Regions from separate parts of the Sus scrofa genome. Here region 2 is linked to region 1. Evidence: chromatin contacts called from public HiChIP or PLAC-seq data. All regions are on one chromosome and are shown on one strand. The core of a region is the stretch at or near the end of the contact, and the rest is flanking DNA. Distances in the headings are between cores, read along the strand shown.

Region 1 (4,349 bases), core at 967-3,466:
GCTAGGCCACAGATGCAGATGGAAATAACAAGTGACATCAAAACAGAGGATAAAACCAGAGAAGCCAAGGGAACGCCAGTTTGAAAAAGGAAAACAATTAGGGAGGGAGTTCCTGTCCTGGCGCAGCAGAAACGAATCTGACTAGGAACCAACCATAAGGTTGCAGGTTCCGTCCCTGACCTCCTTCAGTGGGTTAAGGATCTCGAGTGGCTGTGGCTGTGGCGTAGGCCAGCAGCTGTAGCTCCAGATTCGACCCTTAGCCTGGGAACTTCCATATGCTACAGGTGCAGCCCTAAAAAGCTTACAAAAAAAAAAAAAATTAGGAATACAGGTAGGAAATTCCAGAAACATCTGGGGTGCTTTTTCATTTAACTACAACAGCGGTTGAAAATCACTGCTGTATCTTTTGGGTGTACTTACTGGACCAGAATGAAAACTAAGAAATACTACTGCAGAGTTAAGTGGCCATAAAAATTAATCTGATAGAATCACTGGATAGAAATAGGTGACTAGGTCACAGGTAAACCTAGGCCAGAAGTCAATTTAATGCACCAAACTGGAACAGGTATTAAGTAGAAAGAATAGATTCTTAGCCAGGGCCCCAGCAGGCCCACGAACCCCATTCCCCAAGGTTTATGTGTCTACGCAATTTTCTAGGACAGAGAGAAACAGATTATTCGAAGGATCAAAACCCCTTCTCTCACCCCAAAGATTTCCTTTTTTTTCTTTTAATAGCAATGAGCCATGAAGCCCCTGTGGGAAGCATGGCTGTCCTTGAACTTCTATTTTTTTTCTTCTTTTTCCTTTCAGGGCCACACCTGTGGCATATGGAGGTTCCCAGCCTAAGGGGTGAGTTGGAGCTGTAGCTGCCGGCCTGTGCCACAGCCACAGCAACGAGGGATCCCAGCTGCAACTGCATCTGCGACCTACACCACAGTTCTTGGCAAAGCCAGATCCTTAACCCACTGAGCAAGGCCAGGGATCGAACCTGCAACCTCAAGGTTCCTAGTCGGATTTGTTTCCACTGTGCCACGACAGGAACACCCAAAGATTTGAGTCAGTATTCTTGTGATTTCCTGGTTAAGGGAATGCGAATGATAGGGCAGCAGCTTGAGAAGGTAATAAAGTCAAGTAAATCCTAGTTGTCTTGCTTACTGATAAGGAGATACAAGGATTACCTTTGGAAATGAAGAAAACTTGAGGTCAGCTGGAGAACATTCTCACCTGAAGGACATCCGTTTCCCTAATAAAGCTCAAGGCTGGGTCTCTTATGGGGTTAAAGGGAAGGTCTCAGAAAAACAGGGAAAAGAAAATGAGAGCCACTGTGGAAATACAACGTGCAAAGGTTATATGGCTTTTCTCTCCTTTCCTGCCGCCTAAACATGTTGTGCCCTCAAGGTTCAAGCTTCTCCTCCGGAAAACTCATTTCCTCAAATGGGTCCAGCCACCTCCGCTTAGATTTACTCACTTAGCTGTCTACCTTTTATTCGTGCTATGAAAGCCGCAGAGAACGCGGCTTCTGTCTCAAAGTAGATTATGATCTGATGGGGATAAACTCTGCATCTCAAACCCTGTTAGACAAAGTACAAGACGGCGGCGACCAGAAAAGAGGCACGTTGAGAGTTCAGAGACAAGGTGTGGGCTCAAGATAAGTTAGCAGAAAGGTGGGGGGTGGGGGCAGCTGTCATTTGGGGAGGGGCAAGATTTACACCAGTAGAGGAGGGACAGGGAGAGCATCCCAGGCATAGAAAGCCGCAAAGGAGTGGAGCCAGATTATCAATACGCACGAAGAGTGCCTGGAAAAGCTGCATTTCAGGGCGCAGCGCTCTGCGAGACGAGAAGGGGTCAGAGCTACTGGAGTCGGAGTCGGAGCGCAGAGGGCCAAGACGCACGGTGGGAGTCAGGGTCTGACAGGAACCTACGGCCCCAAGGAGCTTGCCGGGCTGCCAGCGGCGCGGTCCGCCGCGCAGAGTACGGAAGCCCGAAGACTGGGCGTGAGGATGCGGTAAGCAAAGGCCGGCCCGAGCAGGCGCGCCCAGGCAGATAGGAAGCCCCCACTAGGGCCTGGCGGACGGCGTACCTGAATGCTGCCGCTCCCTCTGGGTTCGAGTCCTCCAGCCGCACGACCTCCCAACGCAGCCGGAAGCTGCGCCCACGACCAGACGAGCGAGGGTAACGGCCCAGAAACCACTCTGAACGCTGAGGTGCTATTGGTGCAGAGCGCCGCCTTTCTCCCTCCCACGCGACCCGCTTACCCTCTAAGCTTCAGACTCAGCATAACTCCGCCTACCGAGGCGGTAGCCCGCGCAGGCCGCAACTCCGGCTGGCTGCCTCCTCTGAACTTCCGGTTTCCGGGTCAGCCGTCCTTACTACGCATCCTCAGACGAGCCTTCCTCTCAGGCCAGTTGATTTCTGGGGGTTGTAGTCATTCTCCACTGAGAAAGGGTCTTTGGAGATCCAAGCTCTGGAACTGGAACTTTTAGAATACTACTTAGTCATGACAGAAAAGACGATCTAAAACTCCGTCTCAGAGAGAGCCAGCCAGCCAATCCCCAGCCTACGGCGCGGTGACGTCTCCGGTAGCTAGGTAGGTTCTCTCGGTGCCAGCCCCCTGGAGGGCTGCGCGCCCCCTGGAGCCTGGAGTTGCTCTTTTCTCCGCGGCCAGGCTTCAGCAGAGCCCAGGTAGGAGTCCGACCCGAACCGCAAGCTTTACGGCAGCTTTGGCCATGGCCACGAAGTGGGCACGAGGGTCGAATCTCCATAACGTTTCACCCGTTTGTGACCTCCTCGCTTGCAGGCGGCTTGATAAGCCCCAGAGAAGTGCCAGGAAGAGGATGGGAGGGAGTGCCGTTTAGGGGAATGGGGGGACCCCTGCTAGGGGCCGGGAGTGGCTGGGGAGATGGAAGATGGCTTTCTTTCCATTTTCATTTTTCTTACCCTATGAGTGAAAACATACATGCAGTGATCTGCACTGACGCTGCACGCATGCACTCAAGCGCCCTTCTCCAACTTGTTTCTGGAAAAAACACTTTATTGGGTAGACAAGTGGGCCTGATGCGAAGGCCTGAGATTCTGTTAACTGAGGAGTAAGCAAGCAAAAGTAGGCAGAGGTTTTTGACTATCTAAGAGGGTCGCAGCTGCAGCCTAGGGAAGGGAGCTGTCTTTCCGTCTTGACTTTGACTTCCTGGGGAGGCAGCTCTAGATCCCAGCCACCTCTGGAGTGACTGTGCCCCCCCAGGCAGCTCTGCCCTTCACTGCTAAGACTGACTTCTCAAGGGCTAGGGGCTGAGAGGAGCCTCCCTGCCCGGTTTCTCGGGGACTTAGGAAGGGTTAACATAATGCTGGCCAGTCACAGTGTGCCAGGTGCCGCCACCCAGGCAGCTGAGACCCTTTGCTGGATGGCCAGGCGCCTTTGGTCGCTATTCATAGCCAGGGGCCCAGGCTGCTGACCTGTGACATTCCCCTGCTGCCATTCCATCCTGGAGCAAGGTCAGTGCCAAGCACACCCCACTCCCTCCTCCCCTTCCCATTTTTTCCCCCCTCACCCCAGGAGGTAGAATGGTTTGAATTTTTTCCTCCTCCATGAGTTTCCCAGCTCCTGAGGTGGTGAAGTTGTCAATACCTCAAAAGAAGGCCTTCAGGTGACAAAGGAGAGTTGGCTTTGGAATTAGGACACCCACATGGGGACCTGATCACCCTCCATTACGCACTCCGGTCCCTTGGTCTCCTGATACTAGAGCTGGCTAGCTGCCCTGGTGCTCTGGGGGCAGCTGAGAATTAGGTAGAGTTTGGGAGGGGGTAAGAGGTGGGTCCGAGATGTCCTGGGGAGATAGCAGCAGGAGGGACCCAACCGACGCCTCCCCCGACTGGAGCTCCTGAGAAGGGAGGCAGCGTAGGTACAAAGGTCACGGAGCAGAGTGATCTGAGCCGGCTATGAAATGGTGTAGCTCTGTCAGCAGATTAAGTTCCTGCCCTCCAAAGAGGGTGCTGGCGAGGAGGCGAGAGAGCCTTGGAAAGGTCAGCCATGGTGGGAGGGGCTGGCAAAGAACTAGGTCCCGGGAAGTCCCTGGGGGAGGGCGACATGCCCCACAGCCAGAGATGCCAGCATGGCAGCAACTCTGGTGCCAGGGCAGCTGGGGGGAGGGGGGAAGAGGATGACCAGAGGTTTCTGAGGACGCAGATGTTGCTAGGAGAAGCTAGAAGCGGGTTGTTTGAGATCTTTGTATTTTGTTAACAAACACTGAGATTCATTGATGCCATGTGGGGCCTGGCAGAGGTCAGAGCAAAGGGGTCCCTGGGGCTTGAGTCAGCTCAAAAGCCCGGACCCCTCCCTGGCAGCCTTTGCCTCA
Region 2 (4,349 bases), core at 976-3,475, 160 kb before region 1:
GGCTGTTTACAGAAAAAGTTACAAACACTTGGTTTAGAAAATATACAAAACAATAAACCAAGCCCTGATTTGTAGAATTTGCCAATTTCCACGGTGTAAATACTCCTATTGCAGTCAAAGTCATGCTACAAATGTGACAGAAATAGTAGAGTTGGGAAGAAATGCATACAACATTGTATAGTATTTCTATCACACAGATACAAGACAATCTTAAGAGTAATTAGTAAAATGAAGGAAAAAAGTGACATTTTGAGTATTTATTACCTGCTTTTAACATATTTGCTAACTTATACAATTTATGTAATTTTTTTTTTGGCTGCATCCACAGCATACAAAAGTTTCTGGGCCAGGGATTGAACCTGAGTCACAGCAGTGACCTGAGCCACAGCAGTGACCTGAGCCACAGCAGTGACAATGCTGGATTCTCAACTGCTAGGCCACCATGGAACTCCTAATTTATATAATTAGGGGAGGGGGCATGCTCACTGCATACGAAAGTTCCTGGGCCAGGGATTAAACCTGTGCCACAGCCAGCAATCTGAACCGGTGCAGCGACAATGCTGGATCTTTAACCTGCAGAGTCACATAGGAACTCCTTTAAAATATGTAATTGTTTTCTTTCTTTCCTTTTTTTTTTTTTTTTTTGCCTTTTAGGGCTGCACCTGCTGCATATGGAAGTTCCCAGGCTAGATGTCGAATTGGAGCTGCAGCTGCCAGGCCAGCTGCAGCCACAGCAACTCCAGATCTGAGCTGCATCTGCGACCTACACGAGCTCATGGTAAGCCCGGACCTTTAACCCACTGAGTGAGGCCAGAGATTGAACCCGCATCTTCATGGACACTAGTCAGGCTCTTAATGTGCTGAGTCATGACAGGTACTCCTATGCAATTTTTAATAGTGTTTATGCTCAATAACTGGCTCATAGAATCCTCCTAAATGTAGCAATCCACCTCACAAACTTGTAAACCAACTATGGTGTACTACTAGCTCTTATTTTCAAAGGGCGCTAAGGGAGGCTCCGGAAGAGCAAACAGTAGTTTGCTTAGCTAGTAAGTGGCTGAGTAAAGATCTAAATCTAGGTCTAAAATTCTTTGTGGAGAATAAAGGCCTTTATTGACTTGATTTTTAAAAAGGGGAGGTATATATTAAAGGAACTCCACATACCACCGTATATATTTGCTAGGGCTCTCTAACAAAACTGGCAGGCAGCATGGGAATTGAAGAGTCTTGATGCTTGATTCCTATCCGGAATCAGTCTGGGCTGGATATCTGAAAGAATAAGGAAACAACTGGACTACCCATCATCTGTCGCTGGAAATTTCTTATTAGAAATCTTTCTTAAGGAGTTCCCATTGTAGCTCAGTGGAAAGGAATCTGACTAGTATCCATGAGGATGCAGGTTAGATCACTGGCCTCGCTCTCTGGGTTAAAGATCTAGCATTGCCGTGGGCTGTGTTGTAGGTCGCAGATGCGGCTTGTATCCCAAGTTGTTGTGGCTGTGGCTAGGCCCACAGCTGCAGCTCGATGTGACACCTAGCCTCAGAACCTCCATATTCCGTGTGTGGCCCTAAGAAAAAAACCCCTTCCCTAATTGCTTTAGGAAGTGTAAATACAGCCATTTACCACCACCATCCCCTTATAGTACTTATCAACCTACATGAATTCGAAAAGCTTCAGAAAACTTGTGGTTTAAAACCATACCACACTTGAGGTGCAGAAGGAAAAGACACTATCAAAGGGCACTGATGCAACTGCACGTACCAGGGGGAAATTTGGGGGCAGGATGGCCAAGTGCTAGGCCTCTTGACTCTAAAGCCTTTGAGCACTGCTCTTAGTGAAGAAATAAGGTTAGAGATGCTGGAGAACTTGCAGATCTGCCCTTGTCCAATCCCTTCCTTTACATGAAGAAACTCAGCTCTAGGGAGGCGAAGCGACTTGAACGTCAAGCGGGTCGAGTTAGGATTAATTTATAGTTCTTTACACCACACCAAAAGGCCTCCTCTAAAACACCCTCCCTGCACAGAACTTACCCCGAAAGCACCAGGAACCTGGCTGGGGACTGGCCTATACTTGAACCTAGGAAAAACTTCCTAGCCGCTCTTGAGTCAAACTGCGGTAACTCTGAGTCACTGCTCAAGCCAAAGTACAAAGGCCCAGAGCCCTAGGCCATAAAACAGCGCGGATGCCTCAGAGAAATTCCAGCGCGAGCCCCGGAAAAGCAGCCACGCCCCTCAGAACGCCGGCGCGCGGGGCGACGCGAGCAGCCGCGAAGGCAAGACACGCAGCCGGCGGAGCGCGCACGCTCGCCCCTAGGCCGCAGGGAGGCGGGCTGACGGGCGCGCCCCCGCGGCGGTGGGCGGGGTCGGGGCGGGGCTCTGAGCCGGACCGGGGCGGGGCCGCAGGGAGCTGTAGGTGCTGCGGCTAGGTCGCGACAGGTGCGCGAGGCAGAGCGCCAGGGACCCGTGGCAGGGCTGGTAGCAGCTCGGAGAAAAGACCGCTTTTAGCCAGGTAAGAGTCTTCCCTCGCCACATCCTCCACAGCCGGAGAGTGCGCAGAGACCCGGGTTCCCTCCACACCCTCTTTCTCCCGCGACTTCTGGGGTGGGGGGAACACAAGGAGCGTGAACCCCTCCCCCTCAAGAAAGAGAGTGGAGGAGCTGCTGGTCCTTTCCTCTCTTCAGGGTAGTACGCTGAGGGGTTGGGAGTAATTAAGTAGATCTGAGGCTTTGCTGCTTGAAGACAGGAGCTCATAGGACCCCCCCACCCCCACCCCGCCCCGCCCCGCCCCGCTTCCATCAGGAACACTTCTAACTATATACTTTTTTGGTGTGGTAGAGGAAGGTGGCAGCTCATCAATAATACAAAACAGTCTCTCAGGGAAATATTCTAATAATTCAGCCTTTCTTTTCTATTCTTCATTTTCAGCCATTCTCTCCCTCTTCGATTTTTCTCCCCTTCCATTCTGCCAGTTGGACTCTGTAAGAAACTTACACCTTTTTGAGGTATGTTGAGAGTATAGCAGTCTTGCAGCTGGATATGTCACCCCAGAATCGCTATCATGTATATATCTCTGGCACCTGTCAATACGTGGGTGTTAATATAAGGTAATTGTACACCTCTGGCTACACCTACTAAGCCTAAAGTTGTAGGTGCTAGGGGCTAACCATCTGGCACACTTCCTTACCTCCTTACTGGTGCTTAGGACCCTGGTGAGAGATATTTGAAGTACTATTGTCTTTCACCTAATTCCAGCTTTTGAAAGTCTGCATAATCCAGATGGTTCTATTGACTTGACTTTTCAAGTTAGTTAAAAGTGCTTAGGGAGTTATCAGTCTTTTAGACAGTGACCTTTTGTAAGGGGAGGAGTCTTTTTTTTTTTTTTTTTTGCGTTAGGCATTCTTTCTTTTGCTCTTGATTTAAGTGGCTAAATGGAATACTTTTCTTCTGCATAGTTACTAATACTATTCACAAATAATAAGTATTTTAGGATCCATGAAATAATGCTTTCTTCTGAGCCCTGATGTAGACAAAAGGAAAATGACCCTCAACAAGCATTTCCTCAGTTCCTGTGGAGGTTCAACCTAGATGAAGGATGACATATTTTAGGTAGACCTTCAAAAATATGTGTATGCATATATATATTTCTTGTTTTCCATTGGCAGAACAACACATAGCATGGTGCTAGATAATCACTTTAAGAACTTATTTCAGGAGTTCCCATCGTGGCTCAGCGGAAACGAATCTGACTAGCATCCATGAGGATGCAGGTTTGATCCCTGGACTCGCTCAGTGGATTAAGGATCCAGCCTTGCCGTGAGCTGTGGTGTAGGTTGCAGTAGCTACAGCTCCGATTGGATCCCTAGCCTGGGAACCTCCATATGCCCTGGGTGCTGCCCTAAAAAGACCGAAAAAGGTGGCGGGGGGGGGGGACTTATTTCATTTTTTGGAGAAAATATTCAGTGCCTCTTGTAATGTCAGTCTTGTGGATTCAATGTTCTAAATGTTCTTACTATGAAAGAGCTTAAAGTCAAATGGGTTAGGGAGGTCAATAGATACACTTAGAGTATTAATGATGTCAGTGCTGTGCTAGACATCAACCCAGAGTGCTGTAGGAGCAGAGAACACAGTTTTAAAAAAAAAAAATCCCTCTTCTTTTCCTTAAAAACAAAATAAAATCAACAACAGCAAAAACCTTTGAGCAGTAGTGAGTGATTGTCTTCAGACCATGTATTTGCATCACTTAACATTCTTTGCCTTGTGTTCTGCCAATACTATGGCCTTTTGATAATGGGATTAGGATTTATTAATCCTGTGCAGTTTAGCAAATAAATTGGCAGAGCTATTTTCTCA

What was found. HiChIP or PLAC-seq counts read pairs in DNA pulled down with a chosen protein or histone mark.
Region 2: a contact with region 1 is called in an H3K27ac HiChIP or PLAC-seq map of alveolar macrophages. The contact joins the promoter of LARP4 here to the promoter of LOC110260660 in region 1. A contact is called at or near these places in 1 of 47 Hi-C or Micro-C datasets (liver) and 1 of 2 datasets of contacts at active chromatin or transcription factors (alveolar macrophages).

Annotation. Positions count from the first base shown.
Region 1 is chr5:16,014,286-16,018,634 of Sscrofa11.1, reverse strand. LOC110260660 (cytochrome c oxidase assembly protein COX14) reads right to left here and starts at 2,216. Exons shown (of 2, transcript XM_021091641.1): 1 at 2,081-2,216. It overlaps GPD1 (glycerol-3-phosphate dehydrogenase 1), which reads right to left. Exons shown (of 8, transcript NM_001190240.1): 8 at 4,208-4,349.
Region 2 is chr5:16,175,125-16,179,473 of Sscrofa11.1, reverse strand. LARP4 (la-related protein 4) reads right to left here and starts at 2,225. Exons shown (of 16, transcript XM_021091648.1): 1 at 2,031-2,225. LIMA1 (LIM domain and actin binding 1) reads left to right here and starts at 2,432. Exons shown (of 11, transcript NM_001114676.1): 1 at 2,432-2,508.